Linked DNA regions of Anser cygnoides: region 2 is linked to region 1. A link is a contact called in public Hi-C data. All regions are on one chromosome and are shown on one strand. Each heading gives the region's core, a stretch centred on a gene start, on an enhancer-like site or on the middle of the called end of the contact. The rest is flanking DNA. Distances are from core to core; before and after follow the strand shown.

Evidence for each region. A called contact is a pair of places that touch in the nucleus more often than the background predicts.
Region 2: a Hi-C map of liver shows a contact between it and region 1, with 2.5 times the contacts expected there. The contact joins the promoter of CPB2 here to the promoter of SLC25A30 in region 1. A contact is called at or near these places in 2 of 7 Hi-C or Micro-C datasets (both in liver).

Annotation. Positions count from the first base shown.
Region 1 is chr1:181,695,704-181,700,613 of Taihu_goose_T2T_genome, reverse strand. SLC25A30 (solute carrier family 25 member 30) reads right to left here and starts at 2,365. Exons shown (of 10, transcript XM_066988580.1): 1 at 2,081-2,365; 2 at 268-346. The coding sequence starts at 331.
Region 2 is chr1:181,951,285-181,956,194 of Taihu_goose_T2T_genome, reverse strand. CPB2 (carboxypeptidase B2) reads left to right here and starts at 1,961. Exons shown (of 11, transcript XM_013179591.3): 1 at 1,961-2,397. The coding sequence starts at 2,327.

The sequences.
Region 1 (4,910 bases), core at 1,116-3,615:
ATGACCAAATCAGTACACACCAAATAACAGAATCCAAAGACAAAGGTCATATTAAAATGAGACAAGTATATGAATTTACAGACAGAAGTTTTAAAACTCTAACGAAGTTCTGAGCAACTTACCGCACAGCATTAAAGAAACACTCCTACGTTGTACCCTAAAGAAGACCATATAATACTGTGTCATTAATAGCCTGGGAACCAAGCTTGCACTAAAAGCACCCATCTCAGTTAAGGAAATCATGTAAACAGCTCCAGAAATGCTTACCGCATTCTGCAGTGATTGATGCTAAACCTCCATAGAGAAAGGGCTTCCAGTTCAGCGCTGACATTATTGAATCTTCTTTCTGTGAAAGAAAGCAAGGATTTAAAGCTTCTACAAACAGAACTAGTATTACATAAATATATATGCTAACATTTAATAACATGTTGTGCCTTGTCCTCTTAAGATGGACCTTCCAAACATGCTAAGGGTAGAAATGTTTAATTAATACCTTTGACAGTCACAAGACAATAACACTTAACAAAGGCATCTGAGTTCAAATCTGTGTCTCCACTGCATATTTGGACAACCATTACCCTTGTCATAAAGGAGGAAAGCAGTTTGTCCCTCAGGCAGGATTTCAAGGAGCACTGCAGCGAAGAACCTCCAGTGATTCTCACCAAGCCAAACTAGTATGACTACATCCTGACATCAAATGCAATTTGTACACAGACACTGCTAAACTTCTCTCACCTTTTTCCTGGCGCTATCAACATTAACATGACCTGGTACACTTAGACAGAAGATATGTATGCATTTTGCTTCTGTTAAGGCCTGTTCTGTTACCAGTTTACAAGGTTCCTTCTTGCTAATGTTATGCGGAAGCAGTGCAAAACCAGGCAGAAAGATGAACTTGCTTTGGCCACTTCTTCCCTCTAGACATGCTACTAATCCAGTGTGTAAATGGAGTTAGCACAAGTTGCAGGTACCAAACATGCCCGATGAGCAGTTACTGCAGCCCTAGTTTTACTTTTCTCATCTTTCCTTCATGAGGAAGTTACCTGGGTGTTCGGTCTTCTGACATGACACAACAAAAGAGGAACAAAGGAACTCAAACCACACAAATCCAAACAAATACTCTGCCACCAAGCCCAGGGAAATCCAGCTTACTCCTCAGGCCTCTGCAATGCACACCCCTGATGTAAGAACGAAATAAAAGCAAGGAAGGGCACCCACTATTTTGTCAGAAACAGTGCAGTTCAGAGATGAACCGCCAGCATCTCAGCATGAAAACGCCACAGCCACAGGAATGCACGGCACGGTGCCAGAGAGAGAGCAAATCCAGCTCCAAGTTCCTCACAGACCCCTGTCCTGCCATTGGGATCAGAGGATCTTAGCTTCATTAGCAGGGACAAGACCAAGTTCTGCTTCCCCACTACCAGCCACAGATACAACCTTTGCTTTTAAGGCTGCATTGCCAAAATTAAAGATAGCAGTCAACACATCAAGACAAGTTTTTACTTGCAGCAAATATAATTTCACTGATACAAAGCCAAAATATAGCCCGAGTTCTGTCTGCATTGTATTTCAATCTGCCCAGGCAGCGAAGACTACTCGGTTTCTGTCTCAGTCCACTGGAATTACACAACGCAGAAGCGTGCAAGCACCGCCAAGTAAAATTTAAATTATACACAGACTTACTAACGCTGGCTTTAGTCCTGATACATACATAGGATACCCTACCCCAGAAACCTCACAGCGTGCTGCTCCCTTGACAGAGCCCTGAGCCGAGACCCTACAGACTGTGTCAAGGTCTGTGCCCCTCAGGGGCTCGCCACACTACTCTCCTCTCCTGCAATTTCGGAGTCGTCCTCGTTATTTCAGCCTCCCAGATGTATGGGAAGTAACTAAAGCAGAGGGCAGAGCTTATCTCAAGACACACGACCGAACCAACACACATCGCCGAGCCCTATTGCCGCAGCTCTCTTATTTTCCCAATTCTTGCTCGCTTCTTAGTCAGAATTTCTTCCCAGCACTGCTCAGAAACATACTAGGCCTCTCCAAAATATCCACGTCGGTTGCATCAACGGCGAAGTACCTAAACGTCCACTCCAGCCTCCAAACGCAGCGGTGCCTTCAGTTTTTCCCCCAAAAACGCGTGGATCAAGGAGGCACTTCTAGCCCCCCGCGGGAGAACTGAGGGGCCGAGGGCGCTGTTACCGTCCCCAGCAGGCTGTGAACGGGGAGATTCCCCCACACAGCCTCTGCCAAAGCCGCCGGGCCGGTGGCTAAAGCACCCGAAGGAAAAGAAAAACCAGAGCCCGTGCTCCGGCCGCCCTCACGCCGCGGCGCTCCCCCGCCGCCGGGCGGCCTCTGGAGGCCGCCGTCCTCCCCAAGCCGCCCTCCCTTCCCCGCCTCCCCGCGGCCAGCAGGAGGGGGACATTAAAGGGGCCGTGGGGGGAGGCTGCCCTGTGGAAGCCCTGTCCCCCCACCCCCAAGGCCTCCAGATGAGGATCCGCCCGGGAGGATCCCCCCCGTGTTGGGGTGGCCCTGCTGGAGCTGGGGTCGGGGGGTAGCACACGGAGCGAGGTGGCTGCTGAGGAGCTTTGTTGGAGCGTCCCGCCTGAGGGGAAATGGTTTTAAACTAAGGGGGTGGATATAGGTTAGAGGCTAGGAGGAAATTCTTCACTGTGAGGGTGGTGAGGCCCTGGCACAGGCTGCCCAGAGAAGCTGTGGCTGCCCCATCCCTGGAGGTGTTCAAGGCCAGGCTGGATGGGGCTTTGGGCAACCTGGTCTGGTGGGAGGTGTCCCTGCCCATGGCAGGGGGTTGGAACTAGGTGATCTTTAACGTCCCTTCCAACCCAAACCTTTCTATGGTTCTATGGCACGGGCTGCCCACAGAGCTCTTGTTCCAATTGTGCTTCAAAGTTGTCTTTGCAGATGGGCTTCTGACGAGGAAGGCACAAACTCAAACCTCAGAATCAGCTCTCGTGTTCACACCCCCTTCAGCAGCTGGCTAGTACCGTCCAGCTTTCCTATCTACTTTCCTATCTACTACAGCTTTCCTATCTACTATCTATCTGCCCTACTGCAGGGCAGATCCTACTTGGGGTTAACTTCGAACAGCTCCCCTCTTTCTTTTTGCAAAGGTCATTTTCACTGATTCTAACACCGGCTGCTTTTGCAGGACAGCCAGTTCTGTTTTCAGACTTCCCAGGCTGCTGACTCCTTTTAAGAAAGGCTTCGTTTCCAGTTTGACCTTAACTTGTCCCTGGAGTTTCAGTCAGCTCATTCTGCAGGCAGCCGGTTTTTATTATCTCTAATATGTGAAACGGTGCCTGCTCAGGCATTGCAGCTTGCACCTGACCACATTTCTTAAGTTCCTGTTAGTACTTGACCACATAATTCCAAATAAAAGGGAATTCAGGCTGCCTCATGTTGCTTTTCACTGACTTTTGGATGGGTCCTCTGAATAACCTCTTTTCCTGCCTTTTCAACCCAGTTCGTACTACGAAATACGTAATACCTTTATCAACCGCCAATAGAACGATCTTGGCAAGCTGCCTCGAGCCTGACATCAGGGCCATATCAGCAGTTGACTTTGGTGCTCAGCATCTTTTCACATGTCTCTGCACGATCCCTGTGTGCCACTGGTCACCTGCTTTTACAGTGTTTTTGTCCAAAAGCCAGCTCTTTTCTGCAGGACTGCGTAGGTATTACGGTTTGACTGACTGGTTCCCAGGCCCCTAGCCTTACTGCTCCCAATTTTCCTCACACATTTTTATCTTTCTTTTTTAATCAAAACAGAGCCCCACCCTCCAACAATTCTACCAAAGGGCTGGTTTTTTTTTGTGCACTGATTCTTGTTTCACTGTGTTTTTACTGCTCCTTACAATGGAAAATCATTTCTCTTCTGCTCTCTGCAGTGGTGAGGACAGTTTTGCCTAGTGTCCTACTGCTTAAATGAATGGTTAGTGAAGTGATCCAGATGGTTACGGCCATTATTCAAACTGTTTTGTCATTTTGTCACCAGTTGCCACCACTGGAGAGTTTCCTTTGTTCCTCGTAACCTTTCATAATCATTAGTCAGATAACTCATTTGCTTTGCTCATGTCACATTGGCTGCTGCATGGTGAAAGCAAACCTGGCACATGGAAGTCAAGTGCTTCCTGCCCTGCCACAGCATTCCCACTTTTTGTCTGAGAAGGAATTAATATGACCTTCAGTCATAAAGCAAATGATTTTGTTGGGAAAAAAATAAAAAATATTTGACGTGTTATTGGCATACATAAAAATATATAATGTTAAATAGCCTGGTGTTCTGCTCCAGCTTCTCACATATGTCATACAGGCATACCGTGAATGCCATCTTACAGTTTCTGACATAGTGACAGAGCTCAAGGAGAAAGGAAAGTGAAAGCAGGAATAACAGTAAATGCTATTTTGTAGCCTTTTTATTAAGAAATATTGAATACCTGATTAGAGCTCTTGCATTGGCAGGAGCCAAAATGTCTTTATCATATCCCAGTTTTGTGGATGTAACGGGAACATGTTAGCTTGCTTTTGATGTGTAGAGGGTGAAGGAACTGAGGCTAGTTCCGGGCTTTCAGTGGAAGAGGTCATGCAGCATGAGTTCCCAGCAAGGCAATTCTAGTAAATGCAAACCTGTAATCCAGACAAAATTTTCTGAAAGTGTTGCAATCATCCAGCAGGTCCTAGGAGATTGATTTCTCTTCATTCCTGAGACTCCCTGCAGAGATAATAATTCCTGTGTATGTCACAGGGTTGGATTTGATGGTATTTGAATGAGCAAATGAAAAGGTGTTAAAGATTATCAAATAGGAGGGTGTGACAGAAGGTCTACTCACTACCATCCAGTACTTTCCAACTTCAGCGGGTGATCTGAGAAATGCTGTTGTCCTCTGACT
Region 2 (4,910 bases), core at 712-3,211, 260 kb before region 1:
TGACCCACGGCCGATGATCAGTGACGCTGGCTTTGAACACTGTCACGTCCTTGTTGCTGAGGCAGGCTGCACAAGTGGGGAAGGGTATTGTCTGTGTTGTTTAGATACTAAAGGAAGGAAAAAAAGCCAAAATGATCCAAATAAGCAACATCCAGCACATGCTTGAAAGGCAATGTTTTTGTGTCCTACCTTGAGCCAAAATACTTCAGAGGCTTTCAGACAAGCAAGAGTGGTGGGTATACAATTCTCTGCCATCTCTGTCAGTGACATCTCCCATTAGTTATTCTTTTAACTCTCATCCTACGTTTACCTTTCAGTTCACTGCATTTCAGCCTACGTAGTGCTTGAACCATCACAAGACTTGGGTTTGTCCTTCTCTCAGGGGTTCAGCTAGTGCCTTTAGTTTCCTCCAACATCTATTGCATAGGAGAAGCAACCAACATACGATAATGTCTGATGTTTACCATTTGTCCAAAATTTTCTTCTCAGAAATGATACGGGAATAGTATTCCCTTTTCCAGCTTAATTAACATTTTAAAATATGGGTGGAAATGATCCTTCTCTTTCATTTGTTACCAGCAACTCCACTCCATCATTTTTTTTTCAGTTTCTTCTGCTATACCTATCTTTGTAGATTCAATTTTTCTTTAAATTTGTATCTGTGCATCAGACATTTCCAGATGCAAGCACGACTGGATGGTCAAGTTTTGTCTCCTGTGTTTTATCCTCTGCCAGCACCTTCTTTTTGCCTACGTGAAGGAAGCACATCTGAACCGTCAGTTTAAAAATCAACCACTGTGGCAGAGCGCTGCCCACTTCCCGTGCCAGAAACAGCCTGTGTGACTTACCGAACTTCGTGTTTGTTTGAACAACATCTAGAAAAGATAAAGGAGGAACTGCAAAATCTAGGTAAGGTGCCAGTGGTTTAGCTTCCTGTGAGTCTTTTTTTTTTAGTTTCACTTTGGTGCCCAGTTTGTGCTTAACCCAATATTTATAGTTTGGAGATTTTCGGTGCTTGTGTATTTTCACAGAGATGTTCACCTCTGCTGACTTCAGCCATCTAAAACTTAGCTGTCTGACTTTTTAAGACATATCTGCCCTCCTAAATAAAAGAGAGTCAGGACTGATTTGGAGCTCTGAAGCCCCAGTTGCCTGCCTAACTGGAGCAATGGCTCTGATCTGGACCACTCCAGAGCTGTTTGAGAGGAGGCTGGTGGATGCAACCTAGTCCATCTTACCTAACCTTGTTCCTAGGCATTTTTTCATCCAGTTGTATAGCTATAACCTTAAGTCACAGTGTCAAACAATTTAGTTCCCCTGTTCAATCCCAGGTCTTGGCTCCCTGATGTCCCCACTGGATGTGTGTGGATTCACTCCCTGGTCCTCTCCTGGAAAGAAAACCCTCTGGAACAAAACCATGTCATCTTGCTGGGCACCATTCACCTGAAGAACATTTATATCAGACAGCATGGATGTGTCAAATTCATTCAGCTTTTGGCACGTCCTGTCCAGACAACCACATATAGAAACATGGGAGACAAATCTTGAGGCACGCAAAAATTAATAATAATGAGATAAAGAGTCACTAGTACTTTTCCTTGGAAAGCTAATTCAGTGTGGCATGTGGAAAGCACAAGCTGGATGTCAGAATGTCATAGAAAAGGGGATATGGAGCAACACAAGCAATCTGAAATCCTTGGATGGATCAAGTGTTAACCAAAGAGGTAGAGACCAACTGTGGGAGATGGAAGCCCAGTCAAGGTGCTCCATCTGGAACTAGAGGAACAGCTCTCCATAGCAAGAAGGCATCCATCTCACTTGCTCCTTGTTCTCTCTCTAGCAAATACCAGCAAAAGGATCTTTTCTGCTTAGGATTCTTCCATTTGGACTTCACAACCTCATTGCCACTCCTGTAACCAGTTTCATGCTCAGCTGTGATGTGCTATAGGAGTACTGAACGCAGAGCACACTGCTGGACCTCTGTAAATGTGACAGGATCACAAAACCATCGTGCTTGGTGTTCTTTCTTCTGTCTGTGGTTCATAGCCACAAGGAAATAAAACAAAGGCTCAAATGACAAAGTGACTTGTCAATATGAAAATGTCCAAAATGTACCTTATCCTTTCCGTGCTGGGTGACCTCAATATGAGCAGAACCTGCCCAGAGACTTCTGTCATATTGACTCAGCCACCACGAGCTTGGGGCTGAGGTGAGGGGCAGCATTAAATTTTAACCACTCTTTAAATAACATTTTTGAAATCAATAATGTGGGTCCCGAACCCTGGGCTTTCCAATTGCAGTGGGTTTCATTGTGGATGCTGTGAAGATGAAGTTTTACTTGCTCTTTTTTACCCTATTCATCTGGATTCAAGAGAAGTATGTCTTCACTCTTCCAAGGTAAAAACCTTCTGTGGCTACTGGGCTCTCGGTGTATGGTGAGTGGGACAGGGAAAATGTTGAGGTAAAGTAACTCCAAGTTGCATAGGAAAACATTTGGCAAAGGCTGACATTTATTTATTGCTCTTGTAATTGGGTCTGTGGTTCAATTTAATATATAGATGGTGGAGGAAATGAAATTATTCTAAGTCTTCTTTGCATCCATAAATCCTATGTTTTTAATCATATTAAAACTATTCTTTTCAGTCTAAGTGCAAATCAATTCTGTTCATTCAGTGCTTTCGAATGCCAATAAAGGGCATTCTGAAACTTAATGGGAAAAAATAATTTGCTTCGTCTGCCTTAAAACAAGACCTTAAATGAATTACTTCTTGAGGTAGAAAGAGAAACCATTTCAGAAAGTGCTAACAATCTGTTTTCTTTCTAAAGCAGCTTTTATGATTGTTTCTCCAGTCATAAGTCATTTTTGAATAACCATTTTGTATTTGTACAGTGTTTCAGAAGCAGCTTTATTGTTACCTATCGATAAACTTCAGAAATACCCTGCAACCAAATGCTTTGTTAAAACATGAGAACATATGTCAGAGAGGAAGACAGCCAAAGTGCTTTTATTTTCTATATGGGCAGCTGGCTTTAAAACCTTCAATGTCTTAATAGGTAGAACTAAAAAGATAATCCCCTCACGTGGGGATATTAAGCAAGCTGAACAACCTAGAGGAACCATGATTAAACACAACCTGCTCCCTGAACTCAAATACCTACACAAGTAACAGGGAACTGGGTCTCAGGGCCCTCTGTTACTCTGCACCCCTAGTCAGTAGCAGGACTGTGACAGGTCAATGCTTCTTAAGTTTATGCCTTAAAAACAGGATTGTTCACCTGTTTCACGTTGCAATCATATTTTGTTGTGAATTGCTACAGAGGTGTGGGGTTTCAAGTAGGGGGACAGTTAAATAAGCTCGTAGGTGAATTCAGCAATATCGTTCTGTGCTACTTGGAGGTTCATTTATTTAATGTTTAAACAAAACACTGAATATCTGACCGTTACAGAAGAATATGGCATTTCCCACTGGAAAGAATGAGGTAAAACAAGCAGCATGTGTCTCTTGCAAAACAGAAGAAGGACAGAAGAGGCACATGGCAAGGTCAGGGAGGACAAGAGCAGATCCTGGCAGCGTTCCTCTAGTGATCCTACCTGCTGAGAGCCAGAGGAAGGCTTCCAGCTGGAGACAAAGCAGGGAGGCTTCTCTTCTGGAACAGTACTCCAAAAGACCACACAAGGTTTGAATGAAGCCAGGCTATGAGTTCAGGGAGACACATCTATGCTGAGCACTTGTTTCAAGTGCTCATGTGATAAGCAATGCTGACAGCCTTCGTGGGGATCGAGAAATGCAATGGAGAGGAGGGGGGAAGACACTGAGATGCCTGAAGAGAACTGGCAGTGATTTATGTCTGTCTGTGAGATGGTGGCCAGGGCCCCTGAATCCTTGAAGGGATTCATCTGACTATATGGGCTTTCTACACAATGCTGCGTATGACCAAGTCATCTTCATCTTCCTATACAGCCAGTGGAGAGCAGTGTGCATACTTAGGATGCAATCAGCTCTGGTTTAGCACACACATCTAAATTAGCTCAGGTTCTGCTGAATCCTCACAGTGCTCGTTTCTTTATTAAGAGGATATAATTTATTGAGAGTATAACAGTATAACAAAGGGTATAATATATTTAGAGGGTATAATGTCAAACTGAAGCAGAGGAACCGAGAAGCCCACTGACCACAATTCCAGCTGCCAATACCCCCATGTTAAACACTATCAGGGCAGGGGCTGAACTGGGATTAGCTTGGTCGGTATATTCATGTCCTATCAATGAGAGCTATGACTAATTGCTGCTAGCCTCCAGCTGTCTGCCATGAACCACACTCACCTGAACTATTTGTGCAACAAACTGTGGGATAGAGGTACATACCAACCTCCTCGTTACAATACCCTCTGCTATGTCAGGCTTCAGCAATCATAGGATGAAACCACATGCAACAGTCCTTTTCTGATCTCCCCTGTGAAAAGTCTCTCCCAGGTATAAGAGGGCAAATTCATTTTTAAAATAGCCCTAAACACAAGCTCTGGCATGCACTTGTCTAAAGAAGAAGGCAAAGCGCCAGCCCTGCCTGGCCCTGATTGCTTTCTGATGCTCCATCAAATGATGGCGGAGGCAAAAATAAGGCTGGCATACTGTCGGTTCTGCATGAGAAGCAAGAGTGATTGCATGGAGCTTGGCTAAAAGTAGAAAAGATGAATCACCTGGTTGCCAGACACTGTCGGGCCTCCGCTTGAAATCAGTCACAACAACGACTTGTGGCAATCACATTACACAGCTTGAAAATGCTTGTTTTGAGAGCCCTGCCTGTTTTCTTTTCAGAAACATCTTTTCAGGCAGGGCTGGTGGGGACTTAGTGCCTCTTCTATGCACTGCCACCAATGTATGCCAAATGACTGACGGGATGAGAGCCACC